5 separate regions of the Mus musculus genome follow, and regions 1, 2, 3 and 4 are each linked to region 5. A link is a contact called in public Hi-C, HiChIP or PLAC-seq and promoter capture Hi-C data. All regions are on one chromosome and are shown on one strand. Each heading gives the region's core, a stretch centred on a gene start, on an enhancer-like site or on the middle of the called end of the contact. The rest is flanking DNA. Distances are from core to core; before and after follow the strand shown. Region 1 overlaps Galnt6 (polypeptide N-acetylgalactosaminyltransferase 6). Region 2 has its middle 6.8 kb from the start of Gm41405. Region 3 holds the start of Csad (cysteine sulfinic acid decarboxylase). Region 4 overlaps 5330439K02Rik (a long non-coding RNA gene). Region 5 has its middle 20 kb from the start of Nr4a1.

The links. Promoter capture Hi-C pulls out the DNA fragments that hold promoters and counts their contacts. Hi-C and Micro-C count contacts between places; a contact is called where the count stands out from the background. HiChIP or PLAC-seq counts read pairs in DNA pulled down with a chosen protein or histone mark.
Region 1: a Hi-C map of CD4 T cells shows a contact between it and region 5, with 2.6 times the contacts expected there. The contact joins two enhancer-like sites. A contact is called at or near these places in 1 of 484 Hi-C or Micro-C datasets (CD4 T cells) and 1 of 115 datasets of contacts at active chromatin or transcription factors (regulatory T cells).
Region 2: an H3K4me3 HiChIP or PLAC-seq map of embryonic basal ganglia shows a contact between it and region 5, with 5 times the contacts expected there. The contact joins two enhancer-like sites. A contact is called at or near these places in 2 of 15 datasets of contacts at CTCF or cohesin (the NIH/3T3 cell line and large pre-B cells), 7 of 484 Hi-C or Micro-C datasets (the F1.1 cell line, embryonic stem cells, frontal cortex and 2 more), 11 of 115 datasets of contacts at active chromatin or transcription factors (bone marrow-derived macrophages, cardiomyocytes, differentiating embryonic stem cells and 7 more) and 1 of 9 other capture datasets (liver).
Region 3: a promoter capture Hi-C map of pre-B cells shows a contact between it and region 5, with 5 times the contacts expected there. The contact joins the promoter of Csad here to the enhancer-like site in region 5. A contact is called at or near these places in 5 of 39 promoter capture datasets (cranial neural crest, frontonasal cranial neural crest, hippocampal neurons and 2 more), 3 of 115 datasets of contacts at active chromatin or transcription factors (embryonic forebrain, embryonic stem cells and memory CD8 T cells) and 3 of 9 other capture datasets (adipose tissue, liver and macrophages).
Region 4: a Hi-C map of CD4 T cells shows a contact between it and region 5, with 5 times the contacts expected there. The contact joins two enhancer-like sites.

Annotation. Positions count from the first base shown.
Region 1 is chr15:100,704,366-100,708,500 of GRCm38.p6, forward strand. The region is part of intron 4 of Galnt6 (polypeptide N-acetylgalactosaminyltransferase 6); the gene reads right to left. Among named protein-coding and RNA genes, the nearest start is that of Galnt6os, 11 kb to the left of the region's middle. Within about 2 kb of position 2,101, at least 112 of the 459 cell types and tissues checked have an H3K27ac peak or open chromatin away from gene starts, as enhancers often do. A contact at or near this core is called in regulatory T cells, where this site is marked.
Region 2 is chr15:102,049,800-102,054,360 of GRCm38.p6, forward strand. No RefSeq gene overlaps it. Among named protein-coding and RNA genes, the nearest start is that of Gm41405, 6.8 kb to the left of the region's middle. Within about 2 kb of position 2,437, at least 147 of the 459 cell types and tissues checked have an H3K27ac peak or open chromatin away from gene starts, as enhancers often do. A contact at or near this core is called in differentiating embryonic stem cells, embryonic basal ganglia, embryonic limb bud and 5 more, where this site is marked.
Region 3 is chr15:102,203,445-102,207,645 of GRCm38.p6, forward strand. Csad (cysteine sulfinic acid decarboxylase) reads right to left here and starts at 1,608. Exons shown (of 18, transcript NM_001359126.1): 1 at 695-1,608. It overlaps Zfp740 (zinc finger protein 740), which reads left to right and starts at 201. Exons shown (of 8, transcript NM_001289691.1): 1 at 201-358; 2 at 1,127-1,642; 3 at 1,785-1,861.
Region 4 is chr15:100,441,333-100,445,365 of GRCm38.p6, forward strand. All of the region lies in intron 1 of 5330439K02Rik (a long non-coding RNA gene), which reads right to left. Among named protein-coding and RNA genes, the nearest start is that of Gm5475, 20 kb to the left of the region's middle. Within about 2 kb of position 2,054, at least 311 of the 459 cell types and tissues checked have an H3K27ac peak or open chromatin away from gene starts, as enhancers often do.
Region 5 is chr15:101,244,546-101,248,719 of GRCm38.p6, forward strand. No RefSeq gene overlaps it. Among named protein-coding and RNA genes, the nearest start is that of Nr4a1, 20 kb to the right of the region's middle. Within about 2 kb of position 1,971, at least 406 of the 459 cell types and tissues checked have an H3K27ac peak or open chromatin away from gene starts, as enhancers often do. A contact at or near this core is called in adipose tissue, differentiating embryonic stem cells, embryonic basal ganglia and 11 more, where this site is marked.

The DNA.
Region 1 (4,135 bases), core at 851-3,350, 540 kb before region 5:
AAAGACAGGCAGGTGGGAAACCCTGTCTGTGGCCAGGCCCCCTTGAGAACAGGCTTGCCAGCACCAACGTCTGTGGCCATCTTCCCCCATCCCCCACTCCTTGAGGTGTTGGGAATTTAAGCCAGGGCCAAGTGCTCCACCACTAAGCTACACTGCCCCGCACAGGCCTAATCTTTGACTTTATGCCCTGTGTATGGGACTCTTCAGGGAGAGTAAAACAAGCCAAGCAGATTTAAAATACTAAAAGAGACTGTGGGTAATGTTCAGCGGTAGGCGCCTGCCTAGTGTGGGGGCTTCTTTTGGCCACAGTGGATAGAGATACATTCCTAAGGACCCTGGGACTCCATCTGAAATCCTCAGGACACAGAACATAGTTTTACTTCAAAGGACTCCATTTGGAGCATCCTCCATCTTATGTCTTAACTGTTAAGTTTGACGGTCCTGGAACCTGCTCTGTAGACCAGACTGGCCTCAGATTCCCCCTGCCTCTGCCTCCCCCGTGCTGCAATTAAAAAGACATTGTATCACTTCATCCAGCTTCTGTTTTTTGAAAAAAGATTGTCAAAATTATGCACATGTGTGTATGTCTGTGTTAAAATTACACACGTAGCCGGGTATGGTGGCACACACCTTTAATTCCAGCACTCCAGAGGCAGAGGCAGGCGGATTTCTGAGTTCGAGGCCAGCCTGGTCTACAGAGTGAGTTCCAGGACAGCCAGGGCTACACAGAGAAACCCTGTCTCGAAAAAAAAAAAATGCACGTGTGTGTGTATGTGTGTGTGTGTGTGTGTGTGTGTGTGTGTGTGTGTGTGTGTGTGTGTCTGTGCCCGCAAGTACAATGATGCAGAGGATGTCGGATCCCTTGGAGCTGGAGTTAAGAGGCAGGTTTGAGGCGCCCAGTGTGCCAATCTTGGGTCCTCCAGAAACCCAGTGTATGCTTTTAATTCCTGAACAGTCCCTCCAGCCCTCCCCTAGTTCTTAACTGTAGAATGGAGGCGCATGCTGTTTTGGCAGTGGAGGATGTCTCTGACAATTGTGTCCTTCCCTTCCGATTGTGGGTTCACAATTGGGCCTTCCTCTGTACACAATGCTTTGTAAGTCACAATATCAAACACACACACACACACTTGAACACCTACTATGTGCCAGTCACTAATGCAGGTGTTTTCATGCTGGCTTCATTTCCCCATCTCTCTATTGTTGTCACTAATATCAAAGACACACACACATACACCCAAATACCTGAGCACCTACTATGTGCCAGTCACTAAAGCTGGTGCTTTCACACTGACTTCATTTCTCCATCTCTCTATGAAGCTTACACTGTGGAACAGGGCATACCTACCTACCCTAGGGTTAACAGACAAAGTCAAGACTTGGAGCTCAGGTTATCCTAGTTACCATGATGACAACAGGATCCTAACCAGCCTTTGTGAGAAGATATACCTCCTCCAGGAGCCAAGAGGGCACCCACAGGGACTTAACAAGCATGAGCAGCTTGGGTTGAGGGGATCTCTTGCCCCCACCCAACCCCTCCTAAGTTATCTCCAGTCTTTATGCTTCTCCCTGTGCCAGACCCCAAGGAGAAGAGTGTGAAAGGGATTTATTCCGCCAAGCTCCCCTTTGGTTACTGCCTGGGAGAGCAGAGCCCCAGGGAAAGAAACTACAATTTGAAACTTGAGCTCTTCTGCTTTGTCTTCTCCAGTCCTCCTGGTAGGCAAGTGTCCCTGACCCACTAGCCTTGCAAATGAAACACTTCAGGCAGTCACCCGAGAGGGGGACTTGTCTTACTCCAGAAACGGAGCCACTTGTCTCTGGTGCCAGAATCTGGCTGCTCCAATTTAGCCTTCTATGGTGGCTTCAACACTGCAATGACTTAGCAAGTGTCTGCAATGCACTGTGCGATGCTGGACCCTGGCCTTCGTAGGGAAGGCCTGCCGTCATGGGACATGTGAGCCACAACCCGGCCACAACCTGGTGTTGCTGACAGGAAGGGAGGAACCCAGCTGGGCCTTCATCCTCTCAGCAGCTCAGCGGAAGCCTCCCTGAGACCCCACTTAGTTCCCCAGAGGAAGCCTTGGTGGAGATAACTCACGGGCAAGCATCACAGGAAGCGGGCTGTGTGGTTAGACAGTGAGAAGCACTGAGCTGTGACTTCAAGGGCCCTGTGCTATACAGCTCTCCCACGCCTTCCTTCTAGTCTCAGGAGGCTGGGCTAGAGGCTGCAGGTTCTGGTCCTCAGGCCCTTGAAGGACAGTCAGACAACTCTCTGCAACAGTCCTCTGTCTGTCTATCCTACCTGCTGTTTGTCCCACCTCTGGAGTTACTGGAAAAAAAAGACCCAGGAAAGAATATAGCACAGCTGAGTAAGAGACAGGAGGGCCAGCATATGGTCCCTCAGGCTTAGTTGCCATGGTCTGCCACTACCACCCAACCTTACTCCTCAGGTCAAGAGGTAAATGCCCCTTTCTTCTACCCCATGCAGCTCACGGCTCACATGGCACAGCCCCATGGCTCATACTACACAGCCCATGGCTCACACTCCACAGCCCATAGCTCACACTCCACAGCCCATGGCTCACACTGCACAGCCCATGGCTCACACTACACAGCCCATAGCTCACACTTTGCAGCCCATGGTTCACACTGCACAGCCCATGGCTCACACTGCACAGCCCATGGCTCACATGCACAGCCCATGGCTCACACTGCACAGCCCATGGCTCACACTGCACAGCCCATGGCTCACATTCACAGCCCATGGCTCACATGCACAGCCCATGGCTCACACTGCACAGCCCATGGCTCACACTCCACAGCCCATGGCTCACACTGCACAGCCCATGGCTCACACTACACAGCCCATAGCTCACACTTTGCAGCCCATGGCTCACACTGCACAGCCCATGGCTCACACTGTACAGCCCATGGCTCACACTGCACAGCCCATGGTTCACACTGCACAGCCCATGGCTCACATTCACAGCCCATGGTTCACACTGTGCAGCCCACAGCTCACACTGCGCAGCCCATGGCTCACACTGCACAGCCCATGGCTCACATGCACAGCCCATGGCTCACACTGTGCAGCCCACAGCTCACACTACACAGCCCATGGCTCATACTGTGCACCCAGGACTTCCCTCCTAACTTCGCAGTCTTCACTTGGATGTCTGACAGAAAGCTAACTTACCTCAAACCTGAACAAAACTCTGCACCTCAGTCCATGCCCTACCCCATATCCCCACATGACCTCAGCACCAGCACCCGTTATCCACTCCACCCTGAGCCAAGCTGAGTTCTCCCTGCCCCTTCCCTACCGGATTAGTTTTTAACCTGTTCCTATGGTCGCCTTAGTTATAACAGTCAACTGCTCTTCCAGACTCTTCTCCATATTGTCTCCCAGAATGTTCTAGATATGGAAGCAACCTTAAACTGCAGTTTTCTGGCCTGGGAGGCAGAGGCAGGTGGATCTCTGAATTTGGGGCCAGTCTGGTCTACGAGTGAGTTCCAGGACAGCCAGGGCTACACAGAGAAACCCTGCCTTGAAAAACACCAAAACCAAACCAACCAAGCAACTAAACACCACCACCACCGTGCCTGCAGGTTCCTCTGTCTCTTTACTGTCTGATGGTGCTGGAGCCAGAGTTCAGAGCCTCGGGCATGCCAGGTTGAGTGCTCTGCCACAGGACATTGCCCTAGCTCCAGAGCTCTCCCTACTTTCTCTTCAGAGTCTCTCAGCCAGGACAGCCTCCAACTCTTTATTTTTCCTTTTTTTTTTTTTTTTTTTTTTTTGAGTTTCAAATAAAAATACTTTGTGATGTTTCTGCTTGCATGTATGTCTGTGCATCACGTTATATATGCATTATGCTATGTGTCATTTCTGTGGAGGCCAAAAGAAGGTGTTGGATCCCCTAGAGTAGGAGTTGTGACCAGCCAGGTGGCTGCTGGGAATGTAGCCTAGGTCCTCGGAAAGAGCAGCCAGTGCTCATAAGTGTCGAGTCATCTCTCCTTCAGGCCTTGGCCTCTCTCCTGCCCCTGGTTTCAAACCCGCCCTGAGTGTCTGATCCTTCTGTGTCCACCTCCGGTACCCTGGCATTACACACATGTGGCATCATGCTCGGTTAATGCCATG
Region 2 (4,561 bases), core at 1,187-3,686, 810 kb after region 5:
CTGGGAATTGAACTCAGGACCTCAGGAAGAGCAGCCAGTGCTCTTAACCACTGAGCCATCTCTCCAGCCCCCATAAAATAAGAATTTACTGACTCCCTTATATAGACCACAGGTCAGAATGTAAAATGGTGCAGTCACTGTGGAAAATGGCTTGGCAGTTTCTTTAAAAGCCAAATATACAACACAACAATTGTACTTCTGGGCATTTATCCTAGAAAAATAAAAACTTGTACTCACAAAAACATTCTACAAGAATGAAGGCTTTATCCTGACCAAGTAAAAACTGGAGCTAGTCCAGATGCCCTTCAGTGGGTAAACAGTTAAACAAATGGGGGGGGGGGGGTCCATCCATCCTGTGAAATACTCAACTATAAACAAACTATTGATGTTTGAGAGCCTGGGTAGATCTCCAGAGAACTAGCTGACTGAAAACAGCCAACTTCCAAAGTCTGCAAGCCATATAATTCCATGTAGGCAACATTCTTTTTTTGTTTGTTTGTTTTTGTTTTTTTCGAGACAGGGTTTCTCTGTGTAGCCCTGGCTGTCCTGGAACTCACTCTGTAGACCAGGCTGGTCTCGAACTCAGAAATCCGCCTGCCTCTGCCTCCTGAGTGCTGGGATTATAAACCCAAATGTTGAGCTCCTCATCCATGCCGATGTCGTGTGATATTGTGCTATAATTCCCCCCAGGTGTAACCATCAGGTCTGGAACTGCAGAGATGAGACAGGAGGATTAGGAGTTCAAGGCTAAGCTTAGCCTATGTAGTGAGTTCAGGCCCCTCTTGGGCTAGAGTGAAACCTATTTAAAAATAAAATAAATAAAAATTGGAGAAAAACTGGGTAAAAAAGTACATGGATCCCTGTTTTACCTCCTACAACTGCATAATTCTCTTTACAATGATGTCAAACTGCAATTTTAAACAGGATAGCAGAAACTGTTGGGAGCCGACTCTTAGCAGAAAGCGGCTATCATCTCTGCAGCCATCTTGGGCTATTTACTTACAGGTTGGAACTTTTCCACCCTGACGAGAGACTTGTTTTCCTAGCATGATGTTTTTGCAAGAAGCCCACCACACGCTGATAACATCTTGGTTTTCTCCTACACATCCTGGACCTGTGGTTACGTGTCTCCAGCTGCACTCCCTGACTTATGCTTATATGCCCATAGTTGCCTTTCAATAAAAAGACTTGAGACTTGATCAGATAGCCTGTCTTGTCTCCATTCTTCCAGTCTCTTGTTCCTCAGTCCCCACTCTCTCTCTCTCTTGCAGACACCATTGACTGACCTGCGGACCAAGAAACCGCAAGTTAAGAGCATTCGTATCAACATTCCAGAGGACCTGAGTTAGATTCCGAGCACCCACCTCAAGTGGCTCACAACTGCTTGTAACTCCAGCTCCAGAGCATCTGAGGTCCTCCATGGACACACACACACACATACACACACACACACACGGACACGGACACGGACACGGACACACACATGTGACACACACATATAAACACATATACTCATATACAAGATGGCTCAACAAAGGTGACTAGTCCCAAGTCTGACAACCTAAGCTCCCTCCAGGGACCCTCGTAGTGGATAGATTCCCAACTGCTCAAGTTTGTCCTCTGACCTCTATACATGCACCAAGGCCTATGTACACAGACACACACACACACACAAATAGATAAATGTAATTTAAAATGTTTAATAGTAAAAATGAAAATATATAAAGATTTTGTATTTATCACATACCCCCAGCTTGTGAGGCTCGAACTTACAGACTTTGTCAAACTATAACAGAATTTGTGTTTGAGACAGGATAGCTTGCTCCCTAGGCTGGCCTTGAACTGGCTATGTTACCAAGGAGGACCCAGAACCTATCCTCCTGGTTGCGCATGCTGGGGGTGGGAGGATGGGATTTTCATTCGTGTGCCACAAGATTGATTTAAAAACAAAAAACAAACAAACAAACAAAAAAACCCGACCCTTACATGAGCACGCACTCCAAAATTATTTAATTCTTCTTTGGGTAATTATGATAACAAAGAGCTCCCACGAACTTTTCTTGGGAAATTGGTGTGGGGTTGTTGGAGCGCAAGACTCGAAGGTTCTCTCCAGTCCAAGAGCTATCTGGAAATCAGAAGATCCTTCCAGCTAGGGACTGTCGGGAAGCGAAGAAAGGAGGCGCAGAAAATGTGCCCCGAATTCCAATAGACTCAATGAGACCAGGAGCCTGGAGTTGCTGAGCTGCGGCAGCGGGGGGGGGGGGGGGGCGCGGGGGGGAGCGCGGGGGGGCATTTGGATCACGGCATCCATGCGCCACCTTCTGACTACAGAGCATGCGCAGCTGAGCCGGGAGGCAACCCGCCCACCATGCACCCCGTACCCAGAGTCCCAGGACGCGGTGAGGCAAAGGGAGGGCAGGCAGAAACGCGGCTTCCCCACGCGGTTTGGGTCGGGACTGACTGAGCATGGCGCAGAGCCCAGGCTGCTCTTTAAGCAGGTGCGCCCTTCCAGCCCCGCGGCCTCACTCCAGCTCAGCTTGGGTTCAGCACCTTTCTTATCGATCATTTTGGCAGTGGCTCCCACCTGGGCACAAGCCCGTTTTCTCTTCCAGTTCCTCGTTGCCCCTCAGCGGCGCCCAGCCAAGAGTGGGGCTAGTGAGAGGTAATCCCATCACTTCCACGTGTAACCCCAGCACTTCAGACAGACAAGTAAATCTCAAGAGCTGCCTGGCCACCCAGCCTAGTCAGGCAGCTCCAGACCCTGTCTCAGGAAACAAACAAAACAAAACAAAAAGCAAGTGAATGGGCTAGAGAGATGGCTTTGCTTGGTGGTTTTGAGCACTTCTTGCTCTAGCAGAGGATCCAGGCCTTAACCCCAGCACCCACAACTTTCTATAAATCCACTTCCAGGGGATCTGCCACCCTCTTCTGACCTCCATGTGGTGAACATACATACATGCAGGCAAAATATCCCTACACACAAAATAAGTCTTTAAAAAGTGGAGGAGGCGGGCTGGAGAGATGGCTTAGCGGTTAAGAGCACCAACGGCTCTTCGGAAGGTCCTGAGTTCAAATCCCAGCAACCACATGGTCTGAAGACAGCTACAGTGTACTTACATATAATAAATAAATCTGAAAAAACAAACAAACAAACAAAAAGTGGAGGAGGGTAGCAAGTCAGGCTGTGGTTGCTCATGCCTTTAATCCCAGTACTCAAGAGACAAGGCAGGCGGATCTCTGTGAGTTTGAGGCCAGCCTGGTCTACAGAGCGAGGTCTAAGACAGCCAGGACTACACAGGGAAACCCTGTCTCAAAAAAACAAAAACACAAAAAGAGAACATTGACTCCTAGGGAACAAAATTTGAGATTGATCTCTGGCCTCCATATAAACATGCATACAGGGCTGGAGAGATGGCTCAACGGGTAAGAGCATTGACTGCCCTTCCAGAGGTCCTGAGTTCAAGTCCCAGCAACCATGTGGTGATCCACAACCATCTGTAATGAAATCTGACGCCCTTTTCTGGTTTGTCTGAAGACAACTACAGTGTACTTACATATAATAAATAAATAAATCCTTTTTTAATTACTTTTTTTGGTAAAATGCATAGAAAAAAGTAAGGTATATCAGGTGAGAATATATCTTGTGTGAAAAAACAAATTATTATTCTTTTATGAAAATACATATGTGTATATTGTATATACATACATTTGTATATTTCATTTTACTTTATGTGTATGAATATTTGCCTGCATGTGTGTTTATGCACCACATGAGTGTCTGGCTCCTGATGTAAGTCAGAAGAGCGTATCAAATCCCCTGAAACTGGAGTTACAGATGGTTGTAAACCAGTATGTGGGTGCTGTGAACCAAACCCAAGCCCTCTACAAAACCAAGCCGTCCTAACCATGGAGTCATCTCTCCAGCCATAATGTTTTGTGTACTTTAATTTTAAAACATTTAGAATCCCCAGGACAGGCTGAAAGTGTAGCTCAGTGGTAGTTCTTGTCTCATGGGTTCATGGTGCTGACTTCCACCCTGGTGCAGGGGGCAGGGCAGGGGGGACGGGGCATCAACGCAGAGTGCTCAGTTCTCTCCTTTGTTAGGTCTCATCTGGATCACATAACCTGTTCTTCCTGCTGCCTCCAGCAGCACCTGTGCTGGAACGTTCTGTAATAATGGCCTCTGTGTATTCAATAGTCACCAATCATATACAGCTTTCAATGTGGCTGCATGAACAAAGAGATGATTTTGGAATGTCATTTATTTTACATTTTAAAATGCACACCAGTAGCTAGGGGGCTAATGTTCCTCACTGTATTAAGTAGTGCAGTGCACCTCAGGCTGTAAGTGTCCGTGAGCAGAGATGGGCTTGCTCAGTATCATATCCCAGACTTAGGTCATTCCAAACTGTGTTAAGTCACCAATAAATGGGACATTTTTAGTTTTGAGTGGTTTGAGGTGTGTGTGTGTGTGTGTGTGTGTGTGTGTGTGTGTGTGTGTGTCTGTATGTGTCTGTGTGTGTGTGTGTGTGTGTGTCTGTGTGTGTGTGTGTATGTCTGT
Region 3 (4,201 bases), core at 358-2,857, 960 kb after region 5:
CGGGGCGCTCGCGCGCCACGGCGCAGGCGCCGCCCTTCGCACCACCCTCCTCCGGTCCTCCGGGCCGTCCCCCTCCCGCTCGCCAGCTGCAGCTCTCCGCGCGTCCCCAGCCTCACCCCTTTTCGGAGGGCCCCCCCTCCTGTCCCGGCTCCGGAGCCCGGAAGTGGATGTGGCCGCTTGGCAAAGAGGGGGAGGGGGACGGAGAAGTGCTTCCGGGGAAACGGGCCCCGGGTTGGTGTTTGTAAACTTGCCTCGGTCCCGACGCGGGGAGCGGCGGCCGCGGGCTTGGCACGGGGTGCCTGGGGCCTGGAGGGGGCGCCGCGCGGCGGAGGAGACGGCGGGAGGCCGCGCCAGGCAGGTAGGCGCGCGCCGCGGGGAGGCAGCGTCGAGCGGGCGGGCGAGCGGGCGGACAGCAGCTCGCAGGCCGTGGGGCGCCGCGCGCGAGGGGGGAGGGGAGCGCGGCGGAGGAGGGGCGCGCGGCGGAGGGAGGGGGCGCGAGGGGAGGGCCGCCGCCGCCCCGCCCCCCACCGCCCCGCCGGGAGAGGGGGCCTTGCCCGGGAAGGGGGGGGGAAGCGCGGGCGCGAGCACGCAGGTCGCGCGCGGCTCGGCGCTCCCGGGGCTGCGCGCTGCGGCTGCCTGCAGAGCGCGCGCACACACGCCCGCCCTCCGCCTCCGCGGCGGCGAATTTACGAACCTTCGGGCGGACTCCGAGCGACGCTCACGTGCGGGCACTGCCAGCCACCCCGGCGCTCGGCGGAGGCCTCCCGAGCTTCCTTCCAACACAGTTCTGCCCTCGTCTGTGGAGTGCCAGCTTTGCAGGCCGGCCCACTCCGCACAAAAGCCCCAAAGGGCCTCCGCCCCCTTCTTCCGTTCCTAAGATGGCAAATCCCAGCTCTTACTCTCTTGGCAGATCCTCTCTATAGGAGGCCCAACTTACTTTTGCTCCCGTTGGCTGCTCTTTCGGCCCAGGAGGCCAGTTTCTTCTACTGACCTAGAAAGAAAGCTCTCGACTCATGTCCTCCTTTTGAGCTTCAGAACGCCCAGCAAAATAAGTTGAGGGAGCTTCGATCGTTGTTTGGCCTGAAGATGTTACACCTAAGGGCCTCATCTCCCTTTCTGGTTTCAGGTTTCTGGAACAGACCTAGAGCTTCACCAAGAGAATTCAACTTGGAAACCAAGACTGGTAGACTCTCGTTTCTTCCGACAAGAGGCAGAAGTCAGAGAGAGACTGCGGATTCTTGGGACACCTGTTTTCCTTTTGGAGGACACCGAGTTCTTTGAGAAGACAGTTCAATATGGCAAAGGAACTGAAAGAACGGGGAGGAGCCGTTACTGTGATTTGGTGACGGTTCTTCAGACAACCAGTGTCTTAAGGAAAACTGGGACAGAGAACTTCTGAACTTTTTGGGTTCGTTAAGTGAGAAGTCAGCATGGCTCAGGTAAAAAGCTCTCGAGTCCTCCTTCAAGACCGTTCACTGGGAAGCCTCTTTGCAGTGTCACCCTTGAATTCTGCCTTAGCCAACAGTATTGACCATCCCCAGTGAGCCGAGCTCTGTATTAAGCGCCAGGGGGAGATCTAGAGGAAGGAAAGGAGACAGGCCACAGCCCCTGCCTTCAGGGAGCTTCCAGTCAAATGAAGGAGGTAGGCTATATATCACGTCACAGGCACTGATGGGCCATTGGCAAAGCACCTTGTACCCGGTGTACTTTTGGTACGTGAAGTACTCGGGCATAAGGGAGTGTATAGTCTGGTGAATGCTTCATTTGTTTTTTTTTCCCAACAGGAATTTTATTGAGCTCCTGTTACATGCACGGCATTGTGTTTGGAATACAAAGATGAATAAGATTGCCCTTGTCCCCAGTAAGCTCCCAGGCTAGTTGGGGGGAGGGGGAGGGATGACGGCAAGACAGTCTGTTATTTATTATTTTTATATTCACGGTGCCCTGCGTGATAGCTGGCTGGTACTAGAGACTCTGAATCAGTTGACTAAAGGAGTTCTCAGTGATAGAAGGATTGTGACTGCGTGGTGGTACCTCTGCCTGGATGGGGGGGGGGGGGGGGAAGGAAGCCTGCAGGTAGCATAGGATTTTGCTAGAGAAGTCAACAGAGAAGGGCACTCAGACAGAGGGAGGGGCTTAGAGGGATGGGACACCACTGGATGGTTTGGTGGGTAGTTAAGGAGCAAAGGATTACAAATGGGGGATCATTAGATGGGGTTAGGTAACGAAGGATGGGGGGTTACTTCCTAGAGAAGTCAGTGGAATGTGGTCCAAGGGCTTTTTGTGCTTTTCCTAAGGAGTTAGACATTATTATCCAGGGAGTGGGGAGTCCCCGAAGAATGTTAAACTCCAAAGTAATGTGGTCCAGAAGATAGCTGTTTTTGTGAAGGTGGCAGATGGTTTGGAAGGACCAGAGGGACGGAGGGACCGTTGTAGTCTTCTGAATGGAGAGCCGTGCGCTTCTCTGAGCTTTCTCTGAGGAAACCAGTCTCACCAGGACGGCAGCCTGAGTGTAGAGGGGTTGGCTTTCTTCCAAGTGCTGCAGCATGCCTCTGGGTCTCTTCCTTTGTCTGTCTGCAGCGTACTCCACAGCATCGTGCTCACTGTTCTGAAAGGGTTGGTTGCTTCTGCCAAGCATTGACTTTGTGCTTGACACTAAGCATTTTACATCCCTCTCTCATTCTCCTTGGCCCTGTGAGGGTAGGCACTCTGATTGGTGTTTCACATTGGAGCGAAACAAGGCTTCAAAGATGGAGAGACTTGGCCAGAATTGCACAGCCCAAACAGCAAAACTAAGATTTTTAACTTCAGAGTTCATGGAAGTGAGAGAACGGATCCGAAGGCACACTGATCATCCAAGAGAGTAGTTTTACTAATCTGGGAGTTTGTTGACCGACTAGTTCTTTAAAAGACTTTCTTGAGTAAGAGCAATGCATACTCTGGAGTGCCGGCTCGATAGTAGGTTAGAGGATTGTGGTTGTAAAAGGCGGTTGGTTGTGTCTTAAGGCACCCCTGTTGAATTAACTTTTTTAACTTTATTTAGCACCTAAAAATGGCCTAAAGGGGGTGGGGGTAGCCAAGTGTGGTGCCACATACTAATCTCAGCACTCAGGAGGCAAAGGCAGGTGGATCTCTTGAGTTCGAGGCCAGTCTGTACTATAGAGTGAGTTTCAGGACAACCAGAGCTACACAGAGGAACCTTATCTTGAAAAACCTAAAAAAAAAAAAATGGCCAAAGTGGTTCAAAGAAACTGTATATTCGACAGGCATGGTGGTGCACGCCTTTGATTCCAGCACTTGGGAGGCAGAGGCAGGCGGATTTCTGAGTTCGAGGCCAGCCTGGTCTACAAAGTGAGTTCCAGGACAGCCAGGGCTACACAGAGAAACCCTGTCTCAAAAGAAAAAAAAAAAAGAAAAAAGAAAGAAAAGAAAAGAAACTGTATACTCAATTCCAGAATCTAGAGATTTTATTTGCTGTAGGTGACAGCACTTAAGGAATTTAAAATCTAAAGTGAGAAATAGCCTAAAAGCAAATGTAGTTGGCGCCAGCAAGTCTACTTGTCTGAAGTAGGCTTTGAATTCAAGCACTGCTGTGGCCTGGCACTCACTGTTTAGTAAGCCCTTCCAGAGGACCCATATCAGTCCCTCACAGCTGACTACAGCTCCAGGAGATCTGATGCCCTCTCCTGTTCTCCCTGGGCACCTTACCCACATGGGGCATGGACGCATACACACACACACACACACACACACACACACACACACACACACAAAATAATAAAAATAAATCTTACAGAAACAGAAGAGGGGGTCAGCGAGATGGTTCCACAGATGAAGCATCTTGCTGTCAGCCTGATAGCGGGAATTAGATCTCAGAAGCCACATGGTGGAATGATGGACCGACTCCTCAAGTGGTCCTTGGACCTCTTAGTAAAAATAAGAGAGTTTGGAAGGAAGACATTGCCCTAGGAATCTCCGATCTCAGTGGGTCAGGCAGACAGATGTCATACATACCTCCTACAGTTAAAGCTCAGAAATGCCTTAGGTAATGTGTAACCCCACACACTGTTTGGTAACCACGAGGGTTGATGCTGCTTGATTAACTTGATCTGTGCTTCATTGCCTAAGGAATGCCAAGGGGGGAGTAGCTCCTGGTGAGACAGTGAGAAAGGGCTTGAAGGAAGCAAAGTGTGTCTGTGAG
Region 4 (4,033 bases), core at 804-3,303, 800 kb before region 5:
GGAACCCTGCTTTTCCTTGCATATCCCTGCAACCTCAGTGCATGTGTTGCAGAGTGCTCTATTGTATTTATTTGTTTACTTTGGTTTTGTTGAGACAGGGTTTCAGTGTGTATCCCCAGTTGTCTTCAAACTCCTAAGTAGACTAAGTAGACTAGGCTGGCCTCAAACTCACAGAGATCTGCCTCCCTCTGACTCCTGAGCTCTGGGATTAAAGGCCCACACCATCATGACAGGCAAAAACTTCACTCTTGATCCAGGGCAGGGATTTACAACATTTGGCTAATGTCCCCTTTGGGATCCAACAACCCTTTCACATAGGCTGCCTAAGACCATCGGAAAACATAGATATTTACATTACAAATCATAACAGTAGCAAAATTTCTGTTATGAAGTAGCAACAAAAATAATGTTATGGCTGGGGTCACCACAGCGTGAGGAAGTGTATTAAAGGGTTGCCGCTTTACTTTAGAGAGGTTGAGAACTGAAGATCTAGGAGATTTGTACAGAGACAGCAAATGCACTTGGTTTTTATTCTAGCACATGGTGGCTGTGTCTTTTCCGCATTGACTAGGATAAGACCTCACAGTCTTATTTATTAGTCTACTCTTATTATTTTTTTTTTAAGATTTCTTTTTTTCCGAGACAGGGTTTCTCTGTGTAGCCCTGGCTGTCCTGGAACTCTGTAGACCAGGCTGGCCTCGAACTCTCAAAGATTTATTTATTTATTATATATGAGTTCACTGTTGCTGTCTAGAAACACACGCATCAGATCTCATTGCAGATGGTTGTGAGCCACCGTGTGGTTGCTGGGATTTAAACTCAGGAGCAGTCAGTGTTCTGAACCACTGAGCCATCTCTCCAGCCCTAGCCTAGTCTAGTCTTAAAAGAACTCGTGCATAGGAATTGAAGATGGAGAAAGGGGGTGGCAGATCCAGGTCATCGAGTTCCCAGAATGAAGCAGGGTCTGTTGTGTAAACAAAGATTTTACCAGGTCATGGGGACTAAAATATGTGCACAGAAGTCTTATGAGGTAAGAAAGAAGGTTTGCGTTCTTTGCCCTAAACACAAGTTTTATAATATTTGGTGGCAGAGACTCATGTTTAATATGACTAACACTATTAATCATGGACTTTGAGGTTTCAGAATCCCTTACTGAGGCTGGAGAGATAGCTCAGTGGCTGAAGGTCCTGAGTTCAAATCCCAGCAACCACATGGTGGCTCACAAACATCCATAATGAGATCTGATGCCCTCTTCTGGTGTGTCTGAAGACAGCTACAGTGTACTTAGATATAATAATAAATAAATCTTTATAAAAAAAAAACTCTCTTCCTCTCCCCTCACCTCCAACAGGTATAGCTGGGTGGTGGTGGCACACACCTTTAATTGGAGGCAGAGGCAGAGGCAGAGGCAGAGGCAGAGGCAGAGGCAGAGGCAGAGGCAGAGGCAGAGGCAGAGGCAGAGGCAGAGGCAGAGGCAGAGGCAGAGGCAGAGGCAGAGGCAGAGGCAGAGGCAGAGGCAGAGGCAGAGGCAGAGGCAGGTGGATCTCTGTGAGTTGGAGGCCAGCCTGATCTAGAGAGTGAGTTCCAGGCCAGCTGGGGCTATGCAGAGAGGCCCCGATTCAAAACAAACAAAAAAATAATTTATGTTTGTGCATATATCTATATAGACATAGATACACTTACCTGTGTAAGTACAAACATGTGTTATATGTATTTCTATACAATACATACATGCGCAACAGAATCTTCCCTTTAGGGTGGAAGCTCATTATATTCCTTGTTTTAAAATGTCCCATGGCAGGAAATGCCTGCTTACCACAACGCCGCTGGCTCTCTGTAACTTGGCCAAAGTATCTACCTGATTACAGTATCTCTAGATGATAACATTTTGCTACTGCATGGGGAGGCCTGACAGCGATCTCCTTATCACTGGGGGGAAAGAAAGCCAGTAAATGCCTTTGAGTCAGATCAGATCCAGAACCCAACTGCAGCTAACCTAGAGGCAGCTCAGTTTCCCTGTCCTCTGATAGCCCCTAAAGACAGTAGCCTGGACCAGCGTGGGTTCGATCCGAGAAGAAAAGCTACCAGTCATGACGCGTAAGGGTGCTTGTCACAGAGCTATGACCTTAAACAACATGAAAGCTGGTGTTGGGGGCGGGGGCGGGGGTGGGGGGGTGGGAGGGAAGGAGAGGAAGCAAGGGAGGGAGGGGGTGTTTGTGTGGCGCGCGCGCGCGCGCGCGTGTGTGTGTGTGTGTGTGTGTATGTGTGTGTGTGTGTGTGTGTGTGTATTCACCGGCAGAGAAGGTGGGTTTCCTGCTTTATAGCCCTCTCGCCTCATTTCCTTGCGACAGTCCCTCCCTCACTGACCCGGGATTGGCTGGCAAGCAGCAAGCATTCTCTTGTCTCTAAAGCCCACAGCGCTGCGTCACGGGCATGCATAGCCACGCCCATCTTTTTCCCTGGGCGCTGCAGACTTTCTGGGTTTTGCTGCCCATATTCACAGCAAGCCTTAACCTATTTTGGTCCGTCCTTGTCTAGAAACACCTCCACAGACACTGAGAAGTGCAGTTCGCTAACAGCTCCTCAGCGTTCCTGTGTCCTAGACTAAGTACTGCAGACTCTAACTAGTCTACAGTTGCTTCTCTTATCCGAAGCCTCAGTTTCCCCTGCAGTGAAATGAGGGGATTTTAAAGTCATTTTAGAACACTGGCAGTCAGGCCAGCATACATGAACCAAGGCCACTGCCTCCCAGCCGGTCTGCCTCTGCTGTGGAGGGCGGTCTTTCCATTTCATTTTCTGCTTGTTCAAATGCAAACAAACAAGGGAACAAATATGTAAATAGAGCAAGAAGCTTGCCTTCTTAAAGGGTATTCGGTTTCCATACAAACAGAGAAGCCAGGCGTTTAACAGTAAAGCCGGAAAGGAAAGTGGAAATCAAGATCGCAGGAAGGTTACGGAGTGTTCAGAGTCCCCCGGGAAACGAGACGGAAATGGGGATTGGTGGTGTTATGCCTGCCTGGTGTGTGTGGCACTGAAAACTCATCACTGAGAAACGTGATGCAGGAATACAAGCCCCTGTTGCAAACCTGCTGGCTTTTACCTAGGTAAGTACGATCAAACCTTCAGACAGAGCTGGCGATGCCAACCGGCACTGCCTGCTCCCCAGAGGACCTGGGTTTGATTCCTAGCACAACCACCTGTAACTCTGGTTTCAGGGGATCGGATGCCTTCTTCTGGCTTCCTCGGACAAAGTGTGCACATGGTATACAGACATACACCCAAGGAAAACACCCATAAAATAAAGAAAAAGAAAAACTATCAAATGTTTAATCCTGTTTTTATTTGCATATTTAGGGGACGGTGGCTGTCTGTTGAGGGGTTTTCTTTTGTCAAGCCTGGGGTTTGGTGTATGCTAGACAAGCACTCTACAGCTGAGCTATACCCTGGCTCAAAAGATTGCTTCTCCTCAAATAAAATAAAATAAAATAAAATAAAAATATAAATAAATCAATTGGTCACAATTTACTTTAAGGCCTGAAAACATTGAGTGATCAAAGTGAAACCATGGTAGCTAGGCAGAGTGGCACACACTTGGCATCCTGGCACACCAGGAGCTGAGACGAGAGCATCGTGAGTTCAAGACCACCCTGAGCTACAGTGCTTGCAGGACACTGTCAAAAAATATTAATTTTTGTTATTGCTTTTGTGGTACTGGGGTCTAAATTTGGCAGCTTGTTCTCCCTTGGCAAGCACTCTACCACCAAACTATAACTGAGCTCTTGGGATTTCTTAAAGTTGGTAAATGTGATATAAAACTTTTAAAAAATATAGTCATCAAGTTGGCTCAGTGGTAAGTGCACTTGTCACACAAGTGTCACGACCTGAGTTCTAGTCCCAGAATCCACAGTGGAGCTAGGAGAACTGACTCCCTCAAAAACTGTCTATTTGTTTATTTTTCAAGAGGGTTTCTCTGCGTAGCTCTGGAGATCCTGGAACTCATTCTGTAGACTAGGCTGGACTGGAACAGGAAGAT
Region 5 (4,174 bases), core at 721-3,220:
TTTAAAAACTGCTTCATGCTGGACATGGTAGTGCACACCTTTAATCCTAGCACCCAGGAGGCAGAGGGAGGCAGATCTCTGTGAATTTGAGGCTAGTCTGGTCTACAGAGTGAGTTCCAAGACAGCCAGGGCTACATAGCGATATTCTGTTTCAAAAACAAAAGCAAAACACTGTTTCATTAGCGGGACACTGTTGTATCCCTCTCTAAATTACAACCTCCAGTTAAATGTACATGGATCCATAGAGAGCCCAGGCATAGCAAAAGCATACAGGGAACTGAGCTCACTTTCATCTTGAATGGGGCATTCATTCCACATGGAGTTCCCGGTCCTTCAGACTCACATTGACATGTAAGCTGGACTTCTCTGGGCCTCCTTTGCATAAAGCAGATTATGGGCATCTCTGCTCCCCACTTTCCTGAGATACGTCTCTACACCTCTATACTCCACTGAGTGATCTTTCTTATGCATCTTGGATACTCCAGGACTCCCCAGAATGCCAGCATCCAAGGAATTCAAGTTCTTTGTGCAGAACGCTTATAATCTTCACATATAAGTTGCACATATTATTCACTATAATTACTTATTTAAGTTTTAAGATAGTCTTACTTTGCCGGTGGTGGTGACACACGCCTTTAATCCCAGCACTCGGGATGCAGAGGTAGGTGGATTTCTGAGTTCGAGGCCAGCCTGGTCTACAAAGTGAGTTCCAGGACAGCCAGGGCTACACAGAGAAACCCTGCCTCAAAAAAATTAAAAAAAAAAAGAAAAAGTCTTACTTTATAGCTCAGGCTGGCCTCAAATTCAAGATTCTCTTAATCCTAGCCTCTTGAGTGCTGGGATTATAAATACAAGACACCATACCTGGCTCTGCTCTACACTGTAAAGCTCTGCACTAGGGATAGTGTTTAGTGTGGTGAATGTTATGTGTGTTATTATAACGCTGAATTATTTAGGCAATAGTGACAAGAACAAAACCTAGATAAGTCCAGTGCAGATGTAGTTTTGTCTTGTTTTCCTGAAACATTAGAACCCACCCCTGAAAATGACATTTATTTCTGGAGAAGCCTGGTCAAGACACCAAAAGCTCCCTGAGCTCTGACTACCTCCTGGGTAGCTTGGTTCTCCCTGGCACCTTCTCCTGGGGTTTGACCTGAGCCATCTGGGAAGCATGGTTCAGCAACCTCTCTATCTTTTTTTTTTTTTTTCTTTCTCCCCTCCTACCTCCAAGTGGTCTTATTTTTTGTTATACTTTAAAAAACAAACAAACAAACAAACCCCAAACAAACAAATCCAAACCTTAAACATCTACTTATTTTATGTCTGTAAATTTTTGCCTCTGTGTATGTATGTGCACCCCGTGCATGCCGGGTACCCACTGAGGTTAGAAGAGGGCGTTGGAACCCCTAGACTGGAGTTAATGACGGTCGTGAGGACCCAAATCTGGGTCCTCTTAGAGCAGCTGGAGCTCTGGACAGCCGAACCATTTCTGCAGCCCTTCTGTTTTGCTTTTATTCGGGGCAGGGCTTCTTGTAGCTCAGGCTGGCCAACTCCCAAATGCTGAGATTACAGGCCTGGGCTACCACGCCCAGCAATTAACTTCATTTTTGCACCATTGCTTGTGTGGGTCTAACGGAAAAGGGCCTAAGAATTGAGGACATTCACCTTTAATCGCACTCCGTGCCCCTCGGGACTGTCTGGAACAGATTTGGATGCCAAGTCTCCAAGCCAGCCGCGCTACGAGTTTCCACACACCCCCACCCACCTCCTGCCTGGGCCAGGCCACCCCCACCCGGGCAATGACGTCTATTTGCATGCACCAGCGCCAAAGGAAGCGTTGGCTCAACGACGATTTGCATGCTCTCACGCTATTGGCTGCGAGGGCGGCGCCGCAGCCAATGGCTGCAGCGGTGTTTACAGCGCGGCTTGGGTGATGTAATGGAATCCTGGCTAGCCCGCCGAGCTCCCTGCGGACTGCGCGGTGACGTAGCGGCTTCCCCGACCGCACCCGGCGTGCAGGGCCTGGCGCGGGCAGTAGGGGCATGGCTCGCCCGAGGCTCGGTGCTGCCCCGCCGCCCGCCGCGTTCCTTCCGGCTTGGTGTTCCGGTGGCGGGACCAGGGAAGGGAAGCTCGGGCCAAATCCGGTCTCGGGCGAGGTGACAGAAATTTGGAATCTGACACCGGAGGATGGCTGAGCTCCGGCTCCTCTGGGAGTGCAATTACGGACTTCGCACTTTGTCAGCCACGCAGCTCTACAGCCTTTGCTGTTGTCTGCGGGTGTCTGTGTGTGTGTGGGGAGGGGGGGGGGCGGGGCGGTGAGAGTGATTTTGTAACTCTAAAGTTACAGAGGGTTTTGTTGTGTTTTTAATCAAGAGCCCTGGTTTTGATTTGTGGGTAATCTTTCTTTAAACCTCGCCCATTTCCGGCCTGGTGACCTGGGCCACTTTCTCATGTTGACCCAGATGATCCTCAGTAGCAAGAACAAAAGGACAACAGATGTGGAAACACTCAATGAAGCACAGGAAGGGAAGATGGCCTCTCCACCTCCAATCCAGTGGCCTTCTAGAACTCTGCAGTCCTTGCAATAGTCTTGGGTGACCCCATTTATTTTTTTTTATTTTTTGCCTTTGAGTGTATGCTTAAATGTGGGGAATGGCGGGGGGACCCCAGCCAAGTAGTTATTGATCCTGAGGCTGAGGAAGGGACCTATGAAGGGAATCCCCTTTGCAGTCCCAGGCAGGGGAGTCCCTCTGGGCCCAGTGGGTTAGTTAACCCCTCCACATCCTCTAACCCAGGCAGGGAGGATGTGAGGTAACATACTGGCTCCTCAACTATAAGCAGCTGAATCCAGGTCACCAAGTATGCTAGATGGCCTTGGGCCTTGTGGCTCAAGGTGGCTTACTGTTTTTCACCCTTGGGACTTCCATCTTGTCCCTGTCTCATACCCTTGAAATTCCGGACAGCCTAACCTCCATGGGGTGTTCTTTCCATTTCTAGGCCTTTTTCCACACTATACCCCACATTCTTTTTCTCTAGGGTGGCCCCTCTTCCCTCATATATCCTTCCTTACTCTTAATCTGTCTTGACTGTGTAGATATCCCCTCATAGTAAAACTAGCTGCTGGGCTTTTTGTCTCCGTGTCTTTTTTTTTTTTAAGACTTATTTATTTATTTATTTATTTTTTTGTATATGAGTACACTGTAGCTCTTTTCAGACACACCAGAAGGGGGCATCAGATCCCATTACAGATAGTTGTGAGCTACCATGTGGTTGCTGGGAATTAAACTCAGGACCTCAGGAAGAGCAGTCAGTGCTCTTAACCGCTGAGCCATCTCTCCAGCTCTTGTCTCCCTGTCTTAGGAACCCTCCAGGGTGTGGGCTAGTACCAATGAGGACTGCATCCCTAACTGCTCCTAGAAGCCCAGCCTTACAAAGGACTGAGTGGTTTACCTTCCCTCTCCACTCTCCTGTCTGCAGGAGGAACTGGGAAGTGGTCCTGGGATTTGGGCAGGGAGGAGGGGACACCGTGGTGAGTGCCTTCTGGGAATTAGAAAGCCAGGCTGTGGGGCTGCTTGGCCACTGACTAGCTGAGGAAGCCAGTTAAGGGAACCACAGTGGGGCTATTTATAGGAGATCTGTTGTGACACAGAGGTCGCCATGCCCTATCTGTGCAGCCCCCCCTCCCGCCAAAGCACAAGTAAACACCAGCTGGGCAAAGCCAGGCTAAGCATTTTTTGAAGGACAGCTCCAAGACAAGCATCCCAGCCCTGGCTCTCCCTCAGGTCCCCCTGAATAGAAAAGGCAGATCCACCACTGCCTGTCATTTTCCTGGTACATGCTCTATGTGTGTTATCAAAGACACTGTCTTCACAACGCTGCTGCTGTGTGAGACAAGTATGTTACCATGTGTGTGTCTCCAAGGAGGAAACGGGAGCTCAGAGTAGGCCAGTTTCTCTCCTGGAGTCCACAGCTGGGAAAGAGCCAGGAGAGGCAAGAATCCCTGGGTGGTCTGTCTGTCTGTGTCCAGGGTTCTTCCACAGCTGTTCAGATCACCCAGTCACCAGCATCCATTACATGCCACTTGGGCCTCAGGCCCCTCTTCCATCTCAGCCTGTCTCTTTAAGCTGTCCCAGTGTTAGCATGTCACATGTTGCTATCTTCTTTATTATAGAGT